Linked DNA regions of Mus musculus: region 1 is linked to region 2. Evidence: chromatin contacts called from public Hi-C data. All regions are on one chromosome and are shown on one strand. The core of a region is the stretch at or near the end of the contact, and the rest is flanking DNA. Distances in the headings are between cores, read along the strand shown. Region 1 overlaps Trmt44 (tRNA methyltransferase 44). Region 2 holds the start of Cpz (carboxypeptidase Z).

Region 1 (5,696 bases), core at 1,864-4,363, 34 kb before region 2:
CCTGCTTGTCCCCAGAGCAGGTTCCTCCCTGTGCGTCTATAGCACTTGCTTTCTGTCCCCCGGGAGGGGGTTGTGATACTCAGGGGCATCCTGGATGATCAGAAGGACCAAGAGGACAGTGTGGCAATCCCTGTGCCTACACCAACTTGTAGGGTGAGACCATAGCTACCCTTCTCTCTAGACACACTCCAGCCTCTACTCAGACTCCTGTGCCTTGGTCCAGACAGCTCCTTTCTAGGATATGCCCCTGGACTCCATTGCTTCTTTGATGCCTGGTCCTCACACAGGGAAGGTGGTTAGCTGCAAAGCTTGCTGGCTGTATCTTGTGTCACCACAGAACATTGGTTCACCTCTGCAACCTGCAACCAGAAGCACATGGAGCTGTAGAGTCCATCAGTCAGGTTGGGGACATGAGCCTTCTAGTCTCTGCTTGATACCTTCAGCACTGGGAGGGATCCCATACCTCCAGAGATAAAAGGGCCCATTCTTCATGGGTTGTGGCTCAGTCCCTGTCCTGCAGGAGTGTTTAGTCTAAGGATGGAGAATGGAGTATGACAATGTCTACCCACAGGCCTGGAGTATAGAGACAGCACTGTAAATTCATGAGTGTGTAGAAATAGCACAGGGCGAGAAGAGCTGCAGGAGCCAAGTCCTCTTACCAGCTCTCTCCACAGGCCACTCCTACTTCATGGGGGGGGGGTTGTGTCTCTCCTAAAAGTATGCCCCATGTCTTAGTTATGGCTCTGATAAACACCATAACCAAAAATAACTTGGGGAGTATCTTAGTTAGGATTTTAATGCTGTGAACAGACACCATGACTAAGGCAACTCTTATAAGGATGACATTTAATTGGGGCTGGATTACAGGTTCAGAGGTTCAGTCCGTATCATCAAAGTGAGAGCATGGCAGCATCCAAGCAGGCATGGTGCAGGAGGAGCTGAGAGTTCTGCATCTTCATCTGAAGATGGCTAGGAGAAGACTGGCTTCCAGGCAGCTAGGATAAGGGTCTTAAGGCACATGCCCACAATGATACACTTCTTCCAACAAGACCACACTTACTCCAACAAGGCCAGACCTCCTAGTACCAGTCACTCCTTGGACCAATCAAACCACTACAGGGATGAAAGAGTGTATTTGGCTTACAAATCACAGTCCATTGAGGAAAGTCAATCAATATAGGATCTCAAACCAGTGAGAACCTGGAGGCAGTAGTTGATGCAAAGTCTGTGGAAAGGGTGCTGCTTACTGGCTTGCTCTCCATGGCTTGCTCAGCCTGCTTTCTTGTAGAACCCAGGACCACCAACCCAGGAATGGTTCTACCCACATCACTAGTTAAGAAAATGCCCTACAGGCTTGCCTGCAGCCCAGTCTTCTAGAGGCATTTACTCAGTTGAGGTTGCTTCCTCTAATGACTATAGCTTATGTCAGGTTGACATAGAACCTGGAAGTGAGGAGGCCCAGGAGAGGAGAGGAACCTGGAAGTGAGGAGGCCCAGGAGAGGAGAGGAACCTGGAAGTGAGGAGGCCCAGGAGAGGAGAGGAACCTGGAAGTGAGGAGGCCCAGGAGAGGAGAGGAACCTGGAAGTGAGGAGGCCCAGGAGAGGAGAGGAACCTGGAAGTGAGGAGGCCCAGGAGAGGAGAGGAACCTGGAAGTGAGGAGGCCCAGGAGAGGAGAAGAACCTGGAAGTGAGGAGGCCCAGGAGAGTTTTCGTCAGTGGGGTGGTGTGTCTGGGTTGGGTACCAGACTGCTGCAGTACCCAGAGAACTGTGCCTTCTATGACTAGCACAGACGGTTGGTACCCAGGTGGCCTGGGAAGGAGCAGCCTGGTTACGGTGTCTCTGCTTCTGGGACCTGTGGCACACTGGCCCAAGGTCCCTGTCAAGTGTCTCAGACTGCAGTGTTGAGCTCCATGGATCTAGGTGATGGTATGAGCTGCTCTCAGCCCAACACTGGTTCTCGTTCCCCTGTGGGCACCATCCGAGGCTGAGAGGCCAGCCTAGTGCACCTCATCCTAACAGCCTGGGACTTGGAGTCAGGTTGGGGATCAGTCTTAATCCACAAAGGGCCACTCACTGATGATGATGGAGGGACACAGGTGTTGGAAAAGTTGGTCCAATCTCACCCCACAGACCTTAGGCCCAAGGATGAGAGGACCCCATGTTCCTCTTCCATGAGGTGTGTGCTGCCTCATATGTTTGAGCATAGATGTGTGCTGTCCCATGTACAATGTATTTGAACATGTATGTACTCATTGCCTGTGTGTGTACACATGGGAACATGGGTGTCAGGCGCTCTCATGTGAGGGCATGGCTGTAGGAGTCTACACAGCTGCCCTTGGGTGGTCCAATTGTCCTTGAGAAGTTGAATATGGTTCTGTCCTACTACCTGGCCCTCACTTGGTTGAATGCTGCTTGTAGTAGGTGCAGAAATGGCCTACCATGCCCCTGGAGGCACTGCTGAAACCATGAGCCGCACACCAGACGGCCAGGTGAACCACTCAGTGCCCAAGGTCTATGCCTACTTAGAAAGCTTTAATCAGTTAACACACTACAGCCTGAGGCACCTCGCGTTTTCTTTGACTTTATGAAGGATGGTCTCTCCTGTCTTGTGTGAATATGCGTGTATGGGGTTAACCACTTTTCTGTGCGGTTTGCTGGTGGGGGGCAGTTATTTTTGAAATCATTTCTGAGTAGAAGGCTAGGGATCCAGCGTCACGTGAACACTCTTTGCAGTCATGCAGAAAATATGTGCTAAAGCTGGGGCTTATCTCTGGCTGCTGTGCTGTTTTGGTTTAAGCTAATGTGGCTCTGGCAGGAAGCTAGGCTTTCAGATGGCTTAAGGTCGGCTCACGTGCATAGTGTCCACGCCATATCAGAACTGACCCTATCTTGGCTCTGCCCCTTCCAGGGGCCTTCATGGTTGTTTCTTCCTATCTGCTGCTGAAGTGGCCTCTTCATCTAGAGGACTTAGGCATAGCTTAGAGGAATTGGTGACTTACCATGGTCACCGGTGGGTTTGACAGTCCAGGCCAGAAGAAACCCTAGTGCTGGTACTCCAGAAGACAGAGTACCTCGGTGTTCTTTCTGTTCCCTGTTCTCAGCATGTGCTAATGAGAGCTGTTGTGGAGCAGCTGCTGAGTGGAGCCTTCTTTGCTGCTTTGCAGTCCAGCAGAAGGCAAGAGTTGGGGGTTGAGAAGGCAACAAATGTGTTCCTATGATTCCATTGTAAATTAGTAGCACATTTCCCAGAGGAGAGCTGTTGGTGGTCTGACTTGGATGGATGGCATGTGCCTTGGAGGGCCACCCCTCTTGGTGCCTGGCACCATCTTTCCAGAGTGAGGGCTGTGCGGCTGACAGGAAGTGGCCTGGCATCCTGGTATAAGCTGGGCACATTAGCATGCTGTGCATACTAGACACCTCGCTGCTTCCTCTGCAGGCTTCTTCTGCTCTTAGTGCTCCCATTTGGACTTTATACTTACTGACTGGTCTGACCAGGTGACCCAGCATGTGGCTAGACACGCTATTAGTTCACAAGCATCCAGGGAGGCTCTCCTGCTGGCCACCATGTCCATAGGGAAGGCCCAAGCCAGCATTGAGGGCAGGCTTCAAGTCTACTGTTGACCTCAGATTGCTCAAACATGTCAGAACTTCCTGCAGGGACAGAGACTTCTGGCCACTCACAGACAAGTGTCCTGATGCTTCAGGAAGATGCCCTTGAGGCTCCTCTGGGCACAGTTTAGAGAGTTCTGTCACAGTGACAGTCCTTTGCTGTGGTGGGAGGTTCTGCTTTGAGAAATTTCTTTCTAAGTGTCCTGAAGTGACCCTAACCTGGGCTTTAGTTCAGGAAAGACAAACCTCAGCCGAAGGGAGCTAGTTGCATGTGGTGTCACTTGACTGTGGGGGCTTCAAGCCATCCCTGACAACAAACCCCTCCTCATGCCCTGTGCCTTAGGGTCCTCTCAGGACGCACCGCTCAGGTTTCCAAGGGAAATATTGACTTCTGGCAGCAGCCAGGCTCCCTGAGGCCATAGCACAGGGGATCCCAGAGCTGACAGGAAGCTGCATTCACACACACACACTCGGTCAGTTCTGGAAGTCGGGGAGCCAGACTTCCTCAATGAGGCACCGTTATTCCTCCCGCCACCCTGGCTACAGGTAGTTTTACAGGACTGGGGAGGACTGGAAGGTTTGCTTGCTTTGGCTGAGTTTCACACAGAGCTGTTGGCTCCTCAAAATGAAGTGACAAAGCTCAGCAGGCCACTGTGGCTATTCCTGACTACTATACACTGTGCATCCAGGTCCCCTGAGGCAGGACTCTCCACAAGGTGGCGTTTGTCAATCCCTGTATACTAATGACACTCAAGCTAAAGTCTTAGGCTTTGTCTCTTTGTTCTAAACCTCAGTTCTGAATGGGCGCGTTCACATCCGTGACTGGCGGCAGGAGCTGCAGAGGGGAAAGCCTCCAGAAGCCAAGCAGAACCTGTCTGCAGCAGTGTTCAAGACTCGGATCTGCTGGTTCTTCGCCCACCATCCTGATGGCTGCGTACTGCCTGCTGCCCAATGCCCCTTTGCCCATGGGCCCGAAGAGCTGCGCCTGTCACAGACCTTGAAGAAGCAGAGGCAGGCTCCCTGAGTCACCTCTTCAGTGTTCTCTAGCTGTTGGTTTCCCTTGTCCTGATGACTTCACGCTGGGGCTGGGTTGGCTTCAGTATGAGCTGTTGGTGTGCACAGCCACTGTCAGTCACTGGGACGTGTCTGCAGGCAGTGGAGCCTGCTCAGCCCTTTATGACTGCTCTGGTGCCAGAGCTATCATGTCAGCCTCTGCAGATCTGACCTTCTCATTCTTGGGGCTGTGTGCCCCAGGTCTCCTCTGCAGAGAAGCTCTCTGCAGCATGGTCACAGGATCGCTGCAAGCAGAGGCACAGGGCTTTCTGAAGTCATTATCAGAGTCCTACAGAGAACAGCTTCCAGAGTCACTCCCAGCCACCCGGTGTTCGAGGCATGACTGTGAACATTGTCTCCACCTGATCCTTCTCTTTAGAACCTTCTCCCCAGGGCTATTGGACAGTTTTTCCTTTCAGGAAAAATCATTTCCATTTAAATTTGTTTTCAGTCTTACACAAAAAGGAGCACTCACTACATCTGAGCTAAATGTCCTGGGATCAGTCTTTGAAACCCCACGGGGTAGAAGTACTTCTGATGACCAATCTGGTGTCATCTGAGTAGTGAGAATAAAGTTAGTTATTCTGAAGAGCCAAGGGCTTCACAGCATCCCAGAGCAGGGTGGCCAGCATGGGTCTCAGGCCCAGCTGCTGAGAACTACAGCTTGCTCCCACCTCTTCCCTAGACACTTTAGTAGTCCCAGCTCCCAGAGCAGTGATGACAGTCTGCCCCAGGCAGTGCTGTCACCAGTCTCGGATGGACTATGCCTATAATTGCCTTTTCTCCCATGTCCATAGGGGCCTAGAAGCTGTAGAGCCCTTTCGCAGCCTGGCCTCCTGTCTGAGAGGCAGGGTTTGGTCTCGGGCCCCGTAGGTGCCTGGAAATCTAATGGTTCCCAGGAATTTCATGAGGCAAGGTTCCCAGAGGTGTTGGGTCTGGCTTCAGATTTTTCTGGAGACCCATGTTAAGACAGCTAAACCGAGAGGTGGGACAGTCTTAGGTTCCCACCTTTTCCAGGTCACAAAGCTGAAGCC
Region 2 (5,922 bases), core at 3,328-5,827:
CATGCAGTTTACAGCCATGATGTGACTGGAAGTGAATAGAAGAGACACCGACAACCAGTGACAGGAAGACCAGCCCCTCTAGGGGGTCCTTCATCATCTCCTTTGCTCCTACATTGTGACCTAGTGAGTCTCATCAAAAGGTCACTGTTGTGGGAACCCCCAGGGCAGCAGAGGCCTCGGATGACAGGCCTCGGGGGTCTCCCATCCAAGGATCTGTAGGGAGCCTGACATCCACAGGCCCCTCTCCATGTCTGAGGTGCCAAGGATATTGTCTTGTATCCTGTCACAGGATAGAGCTATCATCAGCCTCATTTCCAATCTCATAAATGACAAACGTCCCTGTCCACGGGGGTGGATCTGAGCACAGGTCTGTGTAGTCTATGTGGACAAGCACTTGGTCCTTTCCAAGGCATGGTGCTCTAGAGTCAACCGGGCAACGTGGAGCTAGCAATGCTTCCAAGGCCACAGCTGCCAACATGCACTGGGGGACTGTGGGTGGGGGGCAGAGACAAGCAACGTAAGGAGACGCCATCTTTGCTCCCTGGCCTCTTTCCCTGGAGCCCTCGGCCTACACACCTTTCAGGCCAGGTCTGTCTGAGTCAAAAGGTGTTGGAGACCAGCCTGTGTGAAGTGTCCACTGTGCTGTTGTCCCATGTCGCCATGTAGGATTCCTGGGGTTCTCACCTGTGACCAGACAGCAGCCAGGCCCCTTGGTTTCCTCACATCTGGCCACATCAGAGGCTACCTAGCAGAAGGGACTCCTGGGAAAGCTGGTGGGCCTCAGCCTGCAGAGTCTGGGTTGCTGTGGCTTAAGAGGAAGGTGTGTGACAGGGCTCCTTGTTCAGTTATTCAGGGTTTAGACATTGTCACTGAATCTTCGCGTCAGGGGCAGAAGGACCAAGGGGCCAGACACTTCCTGTGCAGACTGTCTCAGCCTTTTGAGATTTTAACTCCCTGTCTCTAGGTCTCCCATGCTGTCAGGGGCCATGTCAAGCTCACCTCACCCTGTCTCCTTGTGTGCCTCACTCCAGCTTTCCTCATCTGGGGTTCTCATGGATGGCCATGGATGGCCCCATGGATACTCTGCTAAGGTAGGCTGATCTGGAAACCTTCGCACCCTTAGCTCTGTGCCTTCTATTGCCCAGCCTGAAAGTCCTTCTACTTTGCCTGGTGAACAGATATGTTCCCAGGGGGAGAACACATCTGTGTGTTAAAGGGTTAAGGTCTAAATCAACTGTAGGTATACAGTCAAATTACCTTGGGCTATCTTTAGCTCCCTTGACGGCTATTTGGTGCCCCACTGTGTATGACCTAGCAATCTTGTGACTACCAGTGAAACCTTCTAGGCTGTCTTGACAGACCACTAGCTTCTACAAACCCACGGGCTAATAATGTCATCAGACCACAGCTGAGACTTATAGCAGAGACTGTCCCACCTACTACCAAGGCATGTGGCCAGTACCTTGATTGGTGCGTCTCTGTAATTGCAAAAACATCATGAAACCTGTTTTTAGTTAGGGGTGCTGTCTGGGCTACAGTAACTCAAGTTTGGCTCAAGTGTCATCTCCTTGTTTTGGGGGTGAGAGCTGTGTTGTGTATGGATGGCTGCCCACTCCCAACCTGACCCTTCTCTAAAGCTCTGTGCTCAGGTTTCTCAGCCCTCCACAGGGGCTCTGGCTCTAGCCTTCTTTGAAGAAGCCACCTCCTACTTCCTGTGTGTAGCAAGCCCCTCCCAACACCTCCAGCTAACCCCACTCAGAGCCCTTAAGCCTAGGTTGCCAGCAACGTCATAGACCCCAACACTCTCCTTGCTACCTGGTGGCTGTTGTCTGAGGCCTTGCTGCCCTCAGGGCCTTGCTTGGTACCTACCCTGATATGAGTACCCTGGAAGCCACACATCCAGCATCATCAGGGGCCAGGGAGTGACACACCCCACCTGTGTGCTCCTACTCCCTGCTGTGTCCATCACTTTAAGGCAGTGGAGAGTGCCCAGGCTGGCCAAGCTTGGGGGAGGGGAAGGGGTGTCCATTCATAGCTGGGAGGACAGTGGCTATGCTCCTGTGGAGCCTCTCTTCCTGCTCCAGGCTTTGAGGCTTGTGTAGACACCCTCGAGCTTCCCCTGCTGGTCACCTAGCTCAATCCTGGCCGTGCAGAAGCTGCTCTGTCCTGAGGCCTCTGTTGTGCCTGGCTGCCTGCTCTGGTCTAGAGCTTCAGTCAGATGGAGAGGATGCAGTCCCTTCTCCATTGGGAAAGTGTAACCCTGTCTGTGTCTTCCTCTTGAAGAATAGCTTAATAGGGGGACTGCATTGTCTTGGCTGATGAGCCAGAGGTTGGGTTAGAAGGGAGATCTTGGTGCCAGGACATCTGGGGTCTGGAGGGTGATGATGGTAGCTCTGTGGAGCCTATTTTATCAAGTCGGAAGGGCTGTGGTCTCTAAGCTGCATGGGTTCCTATGTACTGCTGAGGATGAAGACCAAGCCCCCACCGAGGGCTGCACAGCCAGGTCCCACAGCTGCATGCTTTTGTGCGTGAGACTCAAACCTGCTGGCAGAAGGGGATAGCAGCAGACCCGCAGTTCCCACAGCCTGCCCACTGCCAGCTGGACTCAGAGATGAGGGCCTTAGCCAGGAGCCCCTCCAAAGGGAAGGTCAAAGGTAGGAGCTTGGGAGGCTAGTGGGCAGACATAAGTTGCCGCAGACCCTCAGGGTCCCTTTGTCTGCGTGGAATGGGTCTCTGGGCAAAGCATCGGTAGAGTGACAGACAGACCAACATGAGAGATTGTGTAGAATCTGAATGTATTCTCACAAAGTGAACATCAGTCTTATATAGTACAGAAAATACAAGGGGTCAGAAGTCACAGCAGGCAAGGTACATTGAAGTTACCTGATACAAAACAAAGGAATGACTACAAAGGGACTTACAGGAACCAGGTAAATGTTTACAGTAAAGATAAAGCAGTCCTGCCTAGGGTCGCTTAGTGACAGGTAAGGATTTCACATTCTAGTGTTATACCTTTGAACCTTGTGAAGGCTAGCACCAGGGGGTACTGCTCTTGGCAGACCTCAAGAATAATGCAATATCACAACCCCCCTAATTCCTAGGCCTTGCTAAATTCTTATATGAGTGTAACTTTTAAGTAACTGGAGAATCTTCATTTGTCAGGAGAATTCACCAACTTGCTTCTAATATGCAATGTAGCCTGTACTAAAGATTTCTATCTCAGTGGGATTCCCTGGCTCTTTTATGGTTAAAAGAGAACTCATAGTTCCATACACCAGACTAACGCGGGAATAGAGTATGAGTATGTGGGTAAATGATAACACCAAAACTCCAGGAGGTGAGTTTCTATGAAACTCTTTGCCTCATGAGTGGCTTTAGGCTTCTCAGCCTGTCAAGCGGACTGGACTGGAGGGTGTGACAATAAGTGCCCTTGCAAGGGAAAAGCTGAGCTGAGGTGGGTATGGCCCTGCTACCTTGAAGGGCTCTGACTTGAAGAGCTATGGAAGTGGACTGTGCACCCTGTGAGTAGGAGGATCTCATTCAGTGACAGACTATAACCTTTCACCCAAGGCTAAGTGGCTTGTCCACAGCCTCCAGCTATCCAGGACAGTTGATAAAGGATGCCCATGAAGGCATATGGCCCCAAATGTCATCTGGGCCAAATACTTCTACTAAGTGCTACCTTGGTGTCCCACAGGTATTGTCCCCAAGCTTGTGACATGTGCACACTGACTGGACCATAGCAGTGGGGCAGTGAGAAGGGGCTGGCAGGCAGATTTGCACAGAGCTAGACATCTGTGTCAGGGTCTGTCCTGCACCAAATGGTAAGGCCTAGAAGGAGAGCACACAGAGCTCCTGGCCATCTTTCCTTGGGTGCTGGCAGCCTTAGCGATCTACCCAGTGAGTTCTAAGTGGGGGAAGGCGAGGGCTGGGGACCAGCTGTATAGGAGTCTCTAGAGTTTGGTCACCAGTGGGCTGTTGCCTCCCCACCTCATGACATTGCCTTCAGGCCACCTTCTGGGGTAGATGCACAATCCTTCAGGAAGGTCCTCTGAGCTAGGTCCCTGCTGGGTCCTGCAAGTGGTGGAATCAAAGTTCGGGGGACTTTTCTGGAACACAGCCCCACACAGAGGATCAGAGCACTGACAGCATCAAGGCAGGGGTGCGATGGTACCAGCACCTTGGCTCCACACGCAGCTTCCCTGGGAGAGAATCCACACAGGGGACAGGCATGAGAGACCCAGTCAACCTCATTTAGCTGGCTCTGACCAAGGCCTGGCTCACTTCCAGCTGGGGTCAGCTCTGGGCCAGGACCCATCTCTACTTCTGATGCTGTCTCCACCCGCCCACAAATCAAAGTCTTTAGGCCAAATCAGCAAGCATTTGACGACTAGCTCCCCAGAGCCTCCCATAAGAGGGCAAGTCCCTTTCTTTAGGAGGCGGAGTTCCTGGAGGGTTAGGGGGCAGGTTGGCTTTTATCTGCCTTTCCTCCTCCTCCCCGTTAGAATCCCTTCTCCAGTGTCTGGCGCTGCCGGTTGTAACCCGACTCCTGAGCCCGCTCCTCACCCCTCCCCCCCTCCTCAGCCGAAGGGCCCAGCAGCGCCTCTCGCGCTCCCCGAGTGCCACATCACTGCGCCCTCCCGCGCATCCGTGCATCTGTGCCCACCATGCCGACAATGCCGCTGCTGCTGGCCGCGCTGGCTGCGCTGGCCGTGCTGGCCCTTGCCGCGCGCCCCAGCCCCAGCTGCTCGCCTGGACCCGACCCCTCCGGTAGGGTCCCAGCCGCCCCTGTGGGTAGATTTAGATACCCCTTTCTCCAGCCACCTGGGAACTTTTCTCTCCTTGTAGGTCGCATTCTGTCACCTGGGTAGAATATCCTGAAGGTGCCACATTGAGACCTTAGCCAGTACAGAAAACTTTGCTGGGGCACTGAGCTGTCTCAGCATCTGAGCCAGAGACCCCGGGGGAGACGGTTCGGCTGCAGGCATCCAGCACCGCCACGGCAGAGCAGGCACCTGGCCTGGTGGGATCCGAAAGTAGGTCAGAGTGAGCAGGTGCCAGGACTTCAGGACAAGGCGGTCTGAGTCCCCTGTCCTTCCAGGAATGGGTAGGTGCTGGCCACAGCAGACTCCTGACTTCAAAACTCCTGGCTGCAATGAGGATAACTTTTTATTTCCGGAAGTAGCCCTGAGAAGGGTGGAATGTTTCGGCAGGGATAGGACAGGGAGAAGGAGGGACACCCAGGGATCACAACGGAGGGTCCTGAGGATGGGTTTGGAGTTCTGGACTCCGTTCTGGTGCCTCTGCCCCTCCAGAAGTTGGGCTCCAGTTTCCCTCTTATTTGGTTGGGGATACATTTAGTTCACATCCTTTATGTCTTTATCAACAACAGCCACCTGAGTCTAGTCGGAGCCCCTAGGGTCTTTGGAGCCCATGGTATCAGCTGTAGAATTTTAAGAGCTAAGATTTGTGGTCACCTGAGAGGCTGTCTGCTCCAGCTACACAATGCCTCTTTTCTTTGCCCTCAGCCTGGGGCTTCCTCCCTACCCTTGGCCTCCCCCAGCCCTCTATCCATCCTCCTGTAGGATAGACAAGTAAAATACAGGTCAGTGGGCAAGTGTGTACATGTGCAAGCATGTTTGGGCCTGTGTGCAGAGCATGGCTGTGGAGCGCTGCTAGAACTTTCAGTGGAGGGCCTTTCTCTGAACCTTTGGTATCCCAGAAAATGCATAGATTCAAAACCTGCTACAGGAAGCCTTTCCTGGCCTGCTCCGCACCAGGAGTACTAGCCCCAGCCCAAGGCTGCCTTACAGACACCCATTTCCTCACTGAGACAGGACACGCAGGTGAGCTCTGTCCCTGCCTGGGCTGAGAACCACGACACATCAGGGAATATTTCTGGAGGGAGGGACAACTTTGGGT

The links. A called contact is a pair of places that touch in the nucleus more often than the background predicts.
Region 1: a Hi-C map of the HPC-7 cell line shows a contact between it and region 2, with 6 times the contacts expected there. The contact joins the enhancer-like site here to the promoter of Cpz in region 2. A contact is called at or near these places in 14 of 39 promoter capture datasets (the 3T3-L1 cell line, 3T3-L1-derived adipocytes, the HPC-7 cell line and 10 more), 5 of 15 datasets of contacts at CTCF or cohesin (the G1E-ER4 cell line, the NIH/3T3 cell line, embryonic stem cells and 1 more), 110 of 484 Hi-C or Micro-C datasets (the 3T3-L1 cell line, 3T3-L1-derived adipocytes, the AML12 cell line and 59 more), 15 of 115 datasets of contacts at active chromatin or transcription factors (the HPC-7 cell line, astrocytes, cardiomyocytes and 8 more) and 4 of 9 other capture datasets (adipose tissue, embryonic stem cells, embryonic tail and 1 more).

Annotation. Positions count from the first base shown.
Region 1 is chr5:35,556,763-35,562,458 of GRCm38.p6, reverse strand. Trmt44 (tRNA methyltransferase 44) reads left to right here. Exons shown (of 11, transcript NM_030208.3): 11 at 4,404-5,696. The coding sequence ends at 4,633. Among named protein-coding and RNA genes, the nearest start is that of Trmt44, 15 kb to the left of the region's middle. Within about 2 kb of position 3,113, at least 37 of the 459 cell types and tissues checked have an H3K27ac peak or open chromatin away from gene starts, as enhancers often do. A contact at or near this core is called in the G1E-ER4 cell line, the HPC-7 cell line, beige adipocytes and 5 more, where this site is marked.
Region 2 is chr5:35,524,281-35,530,202 of GRCm38.p6, reverse strand. Cpz (carboxypeptidase Z) reads left to right here and starts at 4,577. Exons shown (of 11, transcript NM_153107.2): 1 at 4,577-4,770. The coding sequence starts at 4,668.